2 separate regions of the Zea mays genome follow, and region 2 is linked to region 1. The links are chromatin contacts, called in public Hi-C maps. All regions are on one chromosome and are shown on one strand. The core of a region is the stretch at or near the end of the contact, and the rest is flanking DNA. Distances in the headings are between cores, read along the strand shown.

Region 1 (5,825 bases), core at 2,504-5,003:
GATTGAGAGAATTCCAACTGATGACACCACCAAATCAAATGAATGGACGACAAGAGGAAACAAAATAAAGCCAGAGGGATCTGCAATAATAAGCAAAGCTGATTATGAGACAGAAAAAAGCGATTGCAGAGGTGCAGTATGTGTACCATTGTACCAAAAACACGACAATTCTTAATTTTAGTAAAAACCCAGTACCGACATGCATAGTTCATCCAAAGATTAATTTTTGTATCTAAATAGATTAAGAACTTATGATACCAAGAATATCAGCAGCCACTTGCAAGCTGTGGCCAGTATTCTTATTGAAAAATAATATATTAGAGGGTAAACAAAAGAGACTTGCCTTCAATTTTACAGCGTTGTGCCATAGTTCCTCCAAGTATCATTGCACTGATAATTTCTGCTGCTATGCTCTCAAAAAGATCAGCGCCTCGGGCAGCACAATCTCCAACATTGTCACCAACCTGAGTAGTTTTCCTTTGTTATACAAGAATATATCGTAGCAAAAGATGAACTACATGATAACAAGAACAAGGCAAGTAGAGTTGTAGAGCAAAGCAAATCGTGTATTGAATATTGCAGCACAGACAAGCAACATTCAGCCCATGAGAATGTTTATGATTGAAAATTCTACCAAACCTTACGCAACAAGGCAACTCTAGCACATATAGTAGCATAGTACACAATCATTCACTGAGTTTCAAAACAGAAGCAAGCTGTTAACATCAATTTATCCCTGCTGAAGTTTGAGAAGCACATCAATATTGATTTTCATCACTAATTCCAGGTATATTTGAACATAATTGAGAAGTTTTTCAATGAAAAAATAAAAAAAAGAAATGGCATTCCAAGTTTTACTTGAGAACATCAATACCAAGTCAGCAATGACAGCTGGGTTACGAGGATCATCTTCGGGTATTCCCTGCTCAACTTTTCCGACCAGATCAGCTCCAACATCAGCAGCTTTGGTGTATATTCCACCACCCAACTGAGCAAAAAGGGCAACAAAAGAGGCACCAAAACCATATCCCACAAGGAGAAGAGGCACTACACAAAAACCATATGAATCGACAACAGAATATTATTCATTTCACTTAACAAAATGGTATTGCAATCTACAATTACAAGAAAATAAGTGGATAATTCATGGACAAGTTGGATTCTAATCTAGTGTGTTTTCAGGTGTACTGTGTACAAGAAACTTACAGTCAGTAACCTTCATTGACCCAGGTGAATCTACTCCAAGCCAAACATAAAATGTTGAGTACAATATTGCCACGCCAAATACAGCCATGCAAACAACTACGATGGCTGAGAAACCACCAGCACGGACAGCAATCTGTTTTGAGAAAACAGACATGATTTGAAATTCTATTGTAGAAGGGCAAATGCCAAGTGCGTCCAGGAACGAAATCCAAACCTGCAATGCTTCCCTTGCAGAGCGCCGAGCAGCACTTGAAACTCGTACATTTGCACGCACAGACACCCACATTCCAACAAAGCCAGCTATTCCAGAACATAATGCTCCAAGAAGAAAAGAAGCAACTGTAATATAGGCTAGTGTTGCCCTGTGTAGTCATTATATTCATGAGATGTCAACATGGCAAGTTGGCAACAACTAATAAACATATATATATATATAAGTACAAATAAGGTTACAGATCATGGCAGAAAAAACACCTTCCCAAGCCAGACGCCTCCTGCTGTGGGGTAGTAGTGCGAAAGAGATAAATGCCAAGGATGACAAAGGCCAGAATAAATGCCATTTTAGAAATAGTTCCATATTGTGTCTTAAAAAACCCTTCAGCACCATCTCTTATGGCATCAGATATCTGAACAAGAGAAGGCACAAAACCAAATCACGCTAGAACACTACTCTGGTAGGTCAAAACCCCAATGAAATACTAGCACAATTTAGAGACAAGCAATTGAAGCAGAATATGCATAGCAAGACAGCAACATTAGCATACAGAGCTTTCTAAACACAGAAACGGCATGTGACAAGAAGTGAAGCATTGAAGATGCAGAACATGAATGCATATCACATTATCACTGATCTGAATTGAAACAGTTTTTATACCTCAGACATTTCTGGTGGTCCTTCGTCCTTAGCAAGAACCCACTTTGTAAGGTAGAGAGAGAAGAATAGACTGAGAGTACATATACAGAACACAAAGACCACAATTGGTGATGTACTGGCTCCCACATATAGCACACCACTGAATACCAAAAGAGAAAGAATAATCAAGGCACGGGGATTTATCCTCATCAACAAACGTAAGGCCTGTAGCAACAAAAACAAACAAAATAAGAAACAAACATAAAATATCTGACAGTTGCTCATAACATGTTAAAAAATGTATGCCAATCAATCAGCAGAAATTTGAACTTCAAGATTTTTTTCATTTATCAAATTTTGTGACATGGAATATAGAGTGTTAAAGTAGCCACTGCCCAGTTCTTTTAGCTGAATGATCATTTTTGGAATATAAGAAAATGAGGATAACTTTTTAACCTACCTGACTTGTGACTAAAAAAAATTATTTAATAGGTATGACCAAAATCTAAAAGACTTTGTTGCCAGTGTTGATGAGCAAAAAAAAAGACAGACCCAGTGTTGGCGGCCCCATAAGTGGAGTCTGTACCCCTGAATTTTTGCAGAGGCTGCATCGAACCTAGGACAACAATAACTTTATTTGGCTACTTCTCTATCTCTACTATATAAAAGCACTAGTTTCCACGGTTCCACGATCGTCGTGTGTCATCCTTCCCCTTCTCGCTTTATGCAAAAATAAGATAAATCCCTACTATATAAAGCACCAGTTTCCACGATTCCACGGTCGTCGTGTGTCATCCTTCCCCTTCTCGCTTTATGCAAAAAAAGATAAAATTGTGCAGAAGTGGGGGGTTCGAACCTTGGTTGTTGGCTCCATATTTACACCCACCTAACCAACAGAACACACATATTTTTGTGTTTTATTAAAACAAAATCTACCCATGTGTTATATGAAAACCGTAGTAATGCACGGACATCTAACTGGTTATGTATAAATTCTTAAGTATAAATATATAGATAAAACAAAGAAAGATGGAAAATAAATGTATAATATCCAGTGTGCTGAATTGTTCTTTAGTGTACACGTTGATCTGTCAATAGGCATATCCAATTGGACTAATGGTAAAAGATAAATGAATGAACAGTGTGTATATTTCTTTCCCACCTAAAATAAGTAGTGTCGATATATATCAGCAAAAACAGGGACACTTCACACAGCTATGTTTTAGGACAAATTCCATGTACTTGCACATACTAACACACAAGAAAGAAATACATACACAAAGTGAGCGCATGGAATATGAAGTGAAGCTAAATTGGTCCTTTTCAAAGTAGTCAGAAAGGTCAGTTATGTATTTTTCGAAGGTGGAGAAAGATTAGCGAAAGCCCGTACCAGCGGGATAGATGACTTGCTTCGTACTGTTGAAAAAGTCCTTGGTCTTTCTTGATACGACCTTCCATTTTCCATGTCCTCTTCCATCATGATGGAATATGAGTTTGCCCTCCTCGTTACTGGAAAAGGAACGAACTCCCCACCTTGGGGTAGGTCGCTCCCTGAGACCTGGCGCTGAATTGTGGATAGTCTATGTCAGACCACCTCTCAAAAATAGTAAGCCCTAAAAGTTAAACACATCCAGATTTTTTCCAGCCTCAGCGACCAAATTCTCTTTGATTGAAAGGGTCCTTTTGCCGTCAAGCCTACAAGATGACATTACCATGAAGCTAGGTATAGTGAAATGTTCTAATGTTCTAAAGAAGTACGATAAACAGGCACAAGGTACAATTATCGCCAAAAACATGAACTCTGGTTAGAATAAAATAAATTACAGCAGCAGGTTACCCAGACACCTTCTATAATAAGGACAATTCGAAAGTATAATCTTCATTTGACACACCTGCAATCTATGTAGCACAGGTACAGATACACTCATACAAGGGTATGTCATTTCCCAAAAATAGTCAATATGCAGATATGTTTCAGTATTTTTTTAAACAATATTGAATAAGTCACGTTATTAAAATTGTGACAATGGCAGTAGCAGCCTAGCTGGAAGACTTAGCTGGGTGGAGATTAACAAATAACCGGTAACTTCTCTGAGAGTTTACACAGTTAAACTTAAACATCCAGCAGAAATGTTGCCATAACATCATTTCTGCTACCAGGACTAGTGTCAGGTGAGGAGTAATTTTCGGGCAAGTAGCGATTCTAAGTTCAGAACCAAGTGCTGTAAAAAATATAAAACATCCTCTGTTTGTAACCACTGGAATAGAGAAACAACAGCAGACCGAGATAGTTCAATGTCTAGACTCTACTCTAGAGCGAGACACGCCTGGCGTAACTACGGGGGAGGGAGCAGGGCGGGTTCTCACCACTTGATTTCACGACGCCGGCAGGTGCCGCGGGCACGGGGATAGATCTGGGAGGAGGATGAAGAGGGGGAGGAGGAGGCGGCGGCACCTACGGGAGCAACCGCGGCCACGGGCGCCGGAGTGGATCACAGGAGAGGGGGCTGCCCCGCCGCTGGCGTCCGCGAGGATGAGCGCGGCTGCTTGCTGGCAAGGCAGCAACGAAGCAGGCCGCGGATCTGCGAGGCCAGGGGGACTGCGGGGAGCCGGGAGGTTCTCCGACACACAAACAAACAGAAACGAAAGCAGGCAGAGGCAGTTGCGATGAAGAGGACACAGACGTGGAGTGGAGTCTCCCCGGCCCGCGTTAGGATCACATTCCGAGTAGTGCACAGCCCACTAAGCCCAACAAATATCTCCCTCTTTTCCTTGTCCAGGAAAATAAAATTTCCTTTTGCCTCCTAGTCTATCGCCAAAATCTTGCTTTTCTATCAAACATTTTGTCGGGGACCATAATTAGAGGTACCCTTAAGGCTCCTAATTCTCAGCTGGTAACCCCCATCAGCATAAAGCTGCAAAGGCCTGATGGGTGCGATTAAGTCAGGGATCGATCCATTCAAAGGACGCGATCACGCCTCGCCCGAGCCTAGCCTCGGACAAGGGCAGCCGACCCCGGAGGATCTCCGCCTCGCCCGAGGCCCCCCTCCAGCGGCTAACGTATTTCCGGCTCGCCCGAGGCCCTGTCTTCGCCAAGAAGCAACCCTGACCAAATCGTCGCGCCGACCGACCAAATCGCAGGAGCATTTAATGCAAAGGCAGCCTGACGCCTTTATCCTGACGCGCGCTCTTCAGCCGACAGAGCCGAAGTGACCGCCGTCACTTCGCCGCTCCAATGACCGGCCTGACAGAAAGACAGCGTCGCCTGCGCCGCTCCGACTGCGGTGCCACTTGACAGAGTGAGGCTGACAGGCAGTCAGGCCCGGCCGCAGGCACCATAGGGAGCTCCGCTCCGCCCGACCCAGGGCTCGGACTCGGGCTAAGTCCCGGAAGACGGCGAACTCCGCTCCGCCCGACCCAGGGCTTGGACTCGGGCTAGTCCCGGAAGACAGCGAACTCCGCTCCGCCCGACCCAGGGCTCGGACTTGGGCTCAGCCCCAGAAGACGACGAACTCCACTTCGCCCGACCCAGGGCTCGGACTTGGGCTCAGCCCCAGAAGACGACGAACTCCGCTTCGCCCGACCCCAGGGCTCGGACTCCGCCCTGGCCTCAGCCAACGGTCTCCGTCTCGCCCGACCTAGGGGCTCGGACTCGACCTCGGCCACGGAAGACGGACTCGACCTCGGCTTCGGAGGAGCTTCCACATCGCCCAACCTAGGGCGCAGACCTGCCACGTCAACAGGAGGCGCCATCATCACCCTGCCC
Region 2 (6,235 bases), core at 1,032-3,531, 150 kb after region 1:
CTAAGATGGACGCTCGCCGCCACCATTCAAGAAGTAAAAAGAGGAGACCTCATCGGGCTGTGGGGAGAGAGCCACTAGCCCCAATCGCTGGAGAAGGATAAACCAGAAGTGCCTTGTTAAGACGCATCTAACCAACAGATGGTTAATCGTTTGTTTTTTTTTTAACGAACTAGGCAGAGATGCCGATTATATTAAAAAGAAGAAGAGACCCAGACTAGGCAAAACGACCAAACAACAGCGTATGGTTGGATTGGAACATCAACATGTGCCACACAACACTCGAACCAACTAGAAACAACAAAAGTGGGCTGGTTGGATTGGGACATCAACAGATGACCACACAACACTTTTGCTCTACTCCACTCACCTCGTCAGCAGTTCTAAAGCCTGGCTCAAGTCATCGTTGTCGAGCTTAGCACCGAGGCTTAGCAGCTCCGACTTCATGCACCAGACCACAAACCAACTCCTACAACCAAAACTAACAAGACCACGAAGGGCAAACCCACCAACGCAATGCAGAAGAGCACCTAAAGCTGCCATGAGTTATCATTGCCAAGCATGGTTGTAAAGTAGCCAGCGACTCTGACTTACCATGGCAAATCTTAGATGATCCAAACGAAAACAGGCAGGCGGCCCGAAGCGAAAGGTCACAACAGGCCATCATTGTTGAGCTCAAACCAAGGAGCAGCTCCGACTTCCAATCTTGATCTGGCGCCCCGCCCCCGACATATGCCCAACCTCCAAAGCAAACCAGTCCACGAAGGAGGGAGGGTTTTGCTTCATGTCATCATTGTCGAGTCACATCCTCTAACGTAGCAGCTCCGACCTCACGTTGCAAGTCCCTTCCTCTACCCGCATATCGGGCATCGAGAAGCGAAAGCATCAACTAAATGCGACGTCGTGGTCAAGACGAATTTCAATAGTGACGCCTTTAGGAAGGGAATGACGTCGGGGACACCTCCATCGCCTGTCCGAGATGGATTGAGCTTTCGCCCAAAAAAAACGATGCTGGGGAATGTGACACCCTCGACAAGAGAAGCGCCACGGACATCACCGTCGCCGAGACTTTCGCCCAAGATGTCTCCCAACACATCGTGAGGTCAAGAAGCTGGGCCATAGCAAGTTGTCTTTGTCGTCGTAGCTGCCCTGCGATCCCGCACAAACCCTTCTAGAGGGGCATCGACGGCTCGACGCATCGGCTACCGCAACAGCCTCAAAGCTGCGTCGGTCGCCACCCCCTCTAGCAGGGCACACGGAGCTCGATTTCACCTTGCCGTGTGCGTCATGCTATCACGCGCCGAAGCCGATGCCGGCAGTCGTCGCCGGCCTGGCACTCGCGGCCACTGCGAGGGTCTCACCCCCGCCACGAGGAGATGACCGCCGTGCAGGTACGGTCGCTGCACCTCCTCCCCGAGCCGCCAGGAGCTCCGCGCAAGAGGGCCACAACGGCCGCTCAAAGAGCCAGCTGAACGACATGTTGCTGCATCTGCCGATCGGCGCCAGCTCGCGCCCCGGCGGGCAGCACGGTGCAGCCACCGACCGTGCAGCGCGAAGAAGGTAGCGAACGAGGCCGAGGACGACCGGCGGGTGGGAGGCGGTTGCTCTCCCGGCCTGTGATGCTTCGGGTCGGCGTCGCACTCCTCACCCCCAACTTCGTCGACACGGTGAGCTTCCACGTGCACGCCGTCAGTGGGCCGTTGCACCACCGCCACCGCGCCTCTACCTGCAACGCCCACGCGAGCGCACGGCACCGCCACGAACACCATGACCACGCCCCGGCCACGAGTTCCCTCCCGCGTGGATCTGGGCGCTCGCGACGCCAACTGGGCGGATGCGTCGCCGCCACCATCCTGGGGGCCCGGCGGGCATGCCGGCCAACCCCTCTGGCAGCCGTGAGACAGAGAGAAGGGGCAGTGGGGCGGTAGCGGCTAGGGTTTTGCCGCTCGAGTCGCCCACGCGGGGGAGCTGCAGCCTTCTCTACCCCGTGACTTTATTTCGCGAAAGAGTTGCATTATCAATATATTAAGAAGAAAAGAGTAAGGGTCTGGGAAGAGACCAAATACAAAAACCTCCTTACAGAAGTAGAAAAACAAAAACATCAAAAGACTCATCTATAACCCATTAGTGGTCCAAGGCCAACAGCTTAAGACCAAAGACTTCTAAGGGCTCTAGCTCCAGCCATTCCCCACAGAGCTGCATCCTCATGAATGTATTTCGATGTTTCCAGAGCCACCATGCTACTAGGATTACCATCGTATTAAAACATTTTCTCTGAATTTTTGGCACTTGACATTCAACTCTACTCCACCAGTCTTAGAATATCATAAAGTGATAAAACAAATCACAACAAAATAAATGACAACTCATGTTTTTTTAATAAGACGAATGATTAAAGTGTTGGAAAAAGCCAATTGCGTCATATATTTGCGAAGGGAGTATTACAAATTTTTAAAATAAAATACTCAACCCCTTTTATTCATGATTTACTTCCATTTGCTTTACCATGCAAGGTAATGGTTGCTACAGTTCGATGTGATGAAATTGCAAACGAGAAGTTTGGATGCATAACCTCAGACACAGTAAGATTTTGCTAGTTCATGACCATTCAACTTTTGTACAGGTTTTGGGTTTTACTAATGTGTTTTATTTTCTTTAGGAATGGTTGGATGTGGAGAGTGCTGTCCAATCTGGTCCAGTACCTGGTTTTGGAAAAAAACTTGGCAATATCGTCGACGTTCACTTGCAAGAGTAAGCCCTTGAGTGATTTGAGTCATTGACAGCCTTATGGTTGTACAACGTGATTACCAGTCCTTCCAACTTTACAAGCTATCAGGTGTATGCCTTTTATGTTCTATACATCTGCCAATAACGGTGTATGCCTTTTATGTTCTATACATCTGCCAATAACCCTTGCACTTATAAGAAAATTTTCTAAACAACCAATTTTTCTGTCTGAACTGTATTCAACAGAAAGTGAACACATGCTTATTACATTAATACTACTATATCTATCTGTTTTTATTAAATCCACATTTAAAAATACTTACATGTTTTTTTAGAACGACGCAGGAGAACAGTGTGTCATTTCATTAAGGGAGAAGAAAAATATAAACAAACAAAGGCCCTAGGGACCAGAACCCAACACTTCCAATTAAACATGCCACGCACACTCTAGGTATATGACCAAAATACTAAGAAAGACAACTTAAGTGTTCCCCATCTTGGCGTGCAGCGTGCAAAGCTCTGAATTTCCAGCAAGACACCACAAGCTGCACTCCTCAATTTCTCGGATCACCATCAAAACACTAGGTCTTATCCCATCAAACACACAAGGTTAAGTCTCTATATATATGTAACCTTCTTCTATACAATACATTAAGGGCTTTGCCATTCCAGACCCTGCCCCTTCCCCTTCCTCATCGGTGGCGTGGCCACGTGGGCACGCGTGCAGCAGCCGCCGCGGGATGTAGGGGAGCAACAGCCGCCGCAGCCTCGCGGGCGCTCCCATCCCCAATGGCGGCCAACCCTTCCTCCACCGGCGCGGCACCTCTCCCTCCTGCGCAGCCAAGCTCCCCTCCCGTGCAGCCCCTCATCATCGCGCTGGCCACCTCCTAACTGCCCGCGCTAACGCCGCATCAGCGCCTTCCACTTCGAGCTTCTCCCATCGCTTTCGCTGGATCCGTCGCTGTCGCGGCCTTCCCGGCCGGATTCACCGTTGTTGCGGCCTTCTCGGCTAGATTCGTTGTCCCTTTAGCCGAATCGCCGTAGCTGGATCCGTCGCTGTCGTGGCCTTCCCGGCCGGATCAACTGTTATCCCTTCTATTCTGCCGCGGGCGCGGCCACCATGACCAGCGCAGACGCGTGCACTGTCGTCGGCCTCCCTAGCAGGGCCCCTCGACGTCCGGACGATCGAAGAAGCAAGAAGGTCGGTATGCTGCCTGCTGGTGCTCTTTTGTTGTGTCGCCCTGTCGACCATTGACGCTCGAACGTCGCCTCCTCCCGAAGAACAGGCTACTGCTGCGTGTATCCTAACCATGACCACCTCGACTTCGGCTACCTCATCATCCACGGGCTATCGTCTTCTCAGAGTCCACGACGGTCTCTACTCCAACCGCAATATTCGCACCCTAACGACGTTGCTACTGCGTGTGGGGGGGGGGGGGGGGGTTTAACCCGTCGTCTCCTACCTTCGGCTTCTACTCTATTATCATCGTGTGCAGTGCCCCCGTTGGCCGTTGCGACTGCGGGGGAATGTTAGACTTAGACCGTGTCTGTGTGTTGGTCGGCACCACTGTTGGGCTGTTGGCCCATTAAAGTTAGGGTTAAGTCTCTATATATATGTAACCTTCCCTATGCAATACATCAAGGGGTTTCCCATTCCAATAATTTAGAAATGACGGGAAACTTGTGCTCATGAATAGAACTTAGAGTTGTGAATCTTAATTTTTTAGGTATGACAAAGAAGCTGTCTATTTTGATGAAGCTGTAAGGAAAGGAAAACGACAGCATTTGGAGTCCAGAATACTGAATGTAAGGCCTTCTTGTACATTTATTATTATTTTGTTGCTCAAGATTAGTATATCTTATGCTTTTTTAACTGAAAGTACTATAGGCCTTGTGAATTAAAATTTCTGAGCTGCTGAAGTCCTTTGAAAAGTACTTCTGGTATTAAAGAGTGCATGCTGAAATCTTTCTTATCCATAAGTAGTTTTGTTTCATTATATTTCTTGCAGTGCCATTTGCTGTTATCCCTCTAATTTAATCTAAAATTTGTTGCAGCTTGTCCAACCTGCATTCCAGAAAATGTTGACTCATCTGCGTGTGAAGGCTCTAGAAAAATTTAAAACTGGTCTTAATTCATCTTTGGAGAGTGGAAAAGGATTCGCAGTATCTGCTCGAGACAATACTGAATGCTCTCTCAAAGAATTTGAACAAGGCTGTGCAGGTAAACATCATACACTCGTATAATTTCTTCTCAAGCACCAGTAAAATTTAACCCTTACTAAAAACACTCAAAATAGTAATTTGTTCTCAAAAGTAGTGTGCTGGATATTGAAACTTACTAAAGAAGCCTGGTGTCATCCAAAGAATATCATTTTTTTTATATTCTATTCTGTAACATCTCTTTTATCCATTCATTTACTTATTTCATGTGTTTCTTTCGTCTTATAATCCTTAAGTTGATACTGCAATCCGCCTCAGGCCTTGTTCGGTTATTGATATTACATGTGTATTGGGTGGGATTGAGATGAATTTTGACTTGTTATGGATTTAAACCGGCTCAATCACACCCAATACATGTGGATTATCACCAAAACGAACAAGCCCTCATGTGAAATTGATGTGTCAATCTGACAAGCACACTTGTATTCTAGATGCTATAATCAAGCAAGCGAACTGGGACTGCTCTAAAATGCTAGAGAAAGTTCGGCGTGATATTGAAGATCATGCACTTTCAATTCGTGAAAGCAAGCTATCCGAAATGACAAGACACGCTAAGGTTATGTATGGCAAGCTGAAAGAGATTTTAATCACTAGCTTAGCAATGCATAATTTTCTTCTGGATTTATTTGCATATCTGATATTATATGGTTACCATATGGTAATAATTGCAGGACAAACTAAGAAAAGCACTTGCTGAACCTGTGGAGTCTCTATTTGATGCTGCAGACCAAACAACCTGGCAATCAATAAGAAACATTTACAAACGTGAGACAGATGCCATCCTACCAGAGTTTCTGAATAACCTTTGTCAGTTTGAAATGGAATACGCTCCGGCAGAAGAAATGGTATCCAAATTAAAGGATTACGCCCGGAGTGTTGTGGAAAGTAAAGCTAAAGAGGAATCTAGCAAAGTATTGATCCATATGAAGGAGAGGTTGATAAAATTCTTTGTTATTTTTTTGGGGGGGGGGGGGGGGGGGGGGGGGGGAGGGGGGATTCTGACACTGTTTCCTTTGTTGCCAGGTTCACAACAGTGTTTAGCCATGACAAGGATTCAATTCCAAGGGTCTGGACAGGAAAGGAAGATGTTCGTGCAATAGCAAAGGAAGCTCGATCTGCGGTACAAGAACCACACACTTCCAACAATCCTCAGTCTTATGTTTTCTGTTTGTAAAATGCACTTATGCTTATGTTTCAGGCTCTCAAACTTCTGTCTGTAATGGCGGCCATTCGCTGGGATGACGAGCCAGATAGGATTGAAAGCATCCTCACTTCAACACTTCTGGAAGGC

Evidence for each region. Hi-C and Micro-C count contacts between places; a contact is called where the count stands out from the background.
Region 2: a Hi-C map of tassel shows a contact between it and region 1, with 2.6 times the contacts expected there. The contact joins the promoter of LOC100304353 here to the promoter of LOC100126542 in region 1. A contact is called at or near these places in 3 of 25 Hi-C or Micro-C datasets (ear, leaf and tassel).

What each region holds. Positions count from the first base shown.
Region 1 is chr1:174,734,834-174,740,658 of Zm-B73-REFERENCE-NAM-5.0, forward strand. LOC100126542 (H+-translocating pyrophosphatase) reads right to left here and starts at 3,754. Exons shown (of 14, transcript NM_001112597.1): 1 at 3,450-3,754; 2 at 2,081-2,284; 3 at 1,681-1,832; 4 at 1,421-1,568; 5 at 1,207-1,339; 6 at 875-1,047; 7 at 344-464; 8 at 1-80. The coding sequence starts at 3,539.
Region 2 is chr1:174,883,421-174,889,655 of Zm-B73-REFERENCE-NAM-5.0, forward strand. It overlaps LOC100304353, which reads right to left and starts at 2,282. Exons shown (of 1, transcript XM_020546530.2): 1 at 216-2,282. The coding sequence starts at 1,766. The coding sequence ends at 1,266. LOC103645055 (protein ROOT HAIR DEFECTIVE 3 homolog 1) reads left to right here. Exons shown (of 22, transcript XM_020546527.3): 11 at 2,511-2,579; 12 at 2,657-2,748; 13 at 4,452-4,530; 14 at 4,780-4,945; 15 at 5,376-5,500; 16 at 5,616-5,878; 17 at 5,968-6,064; 18 at 6,143-6,235.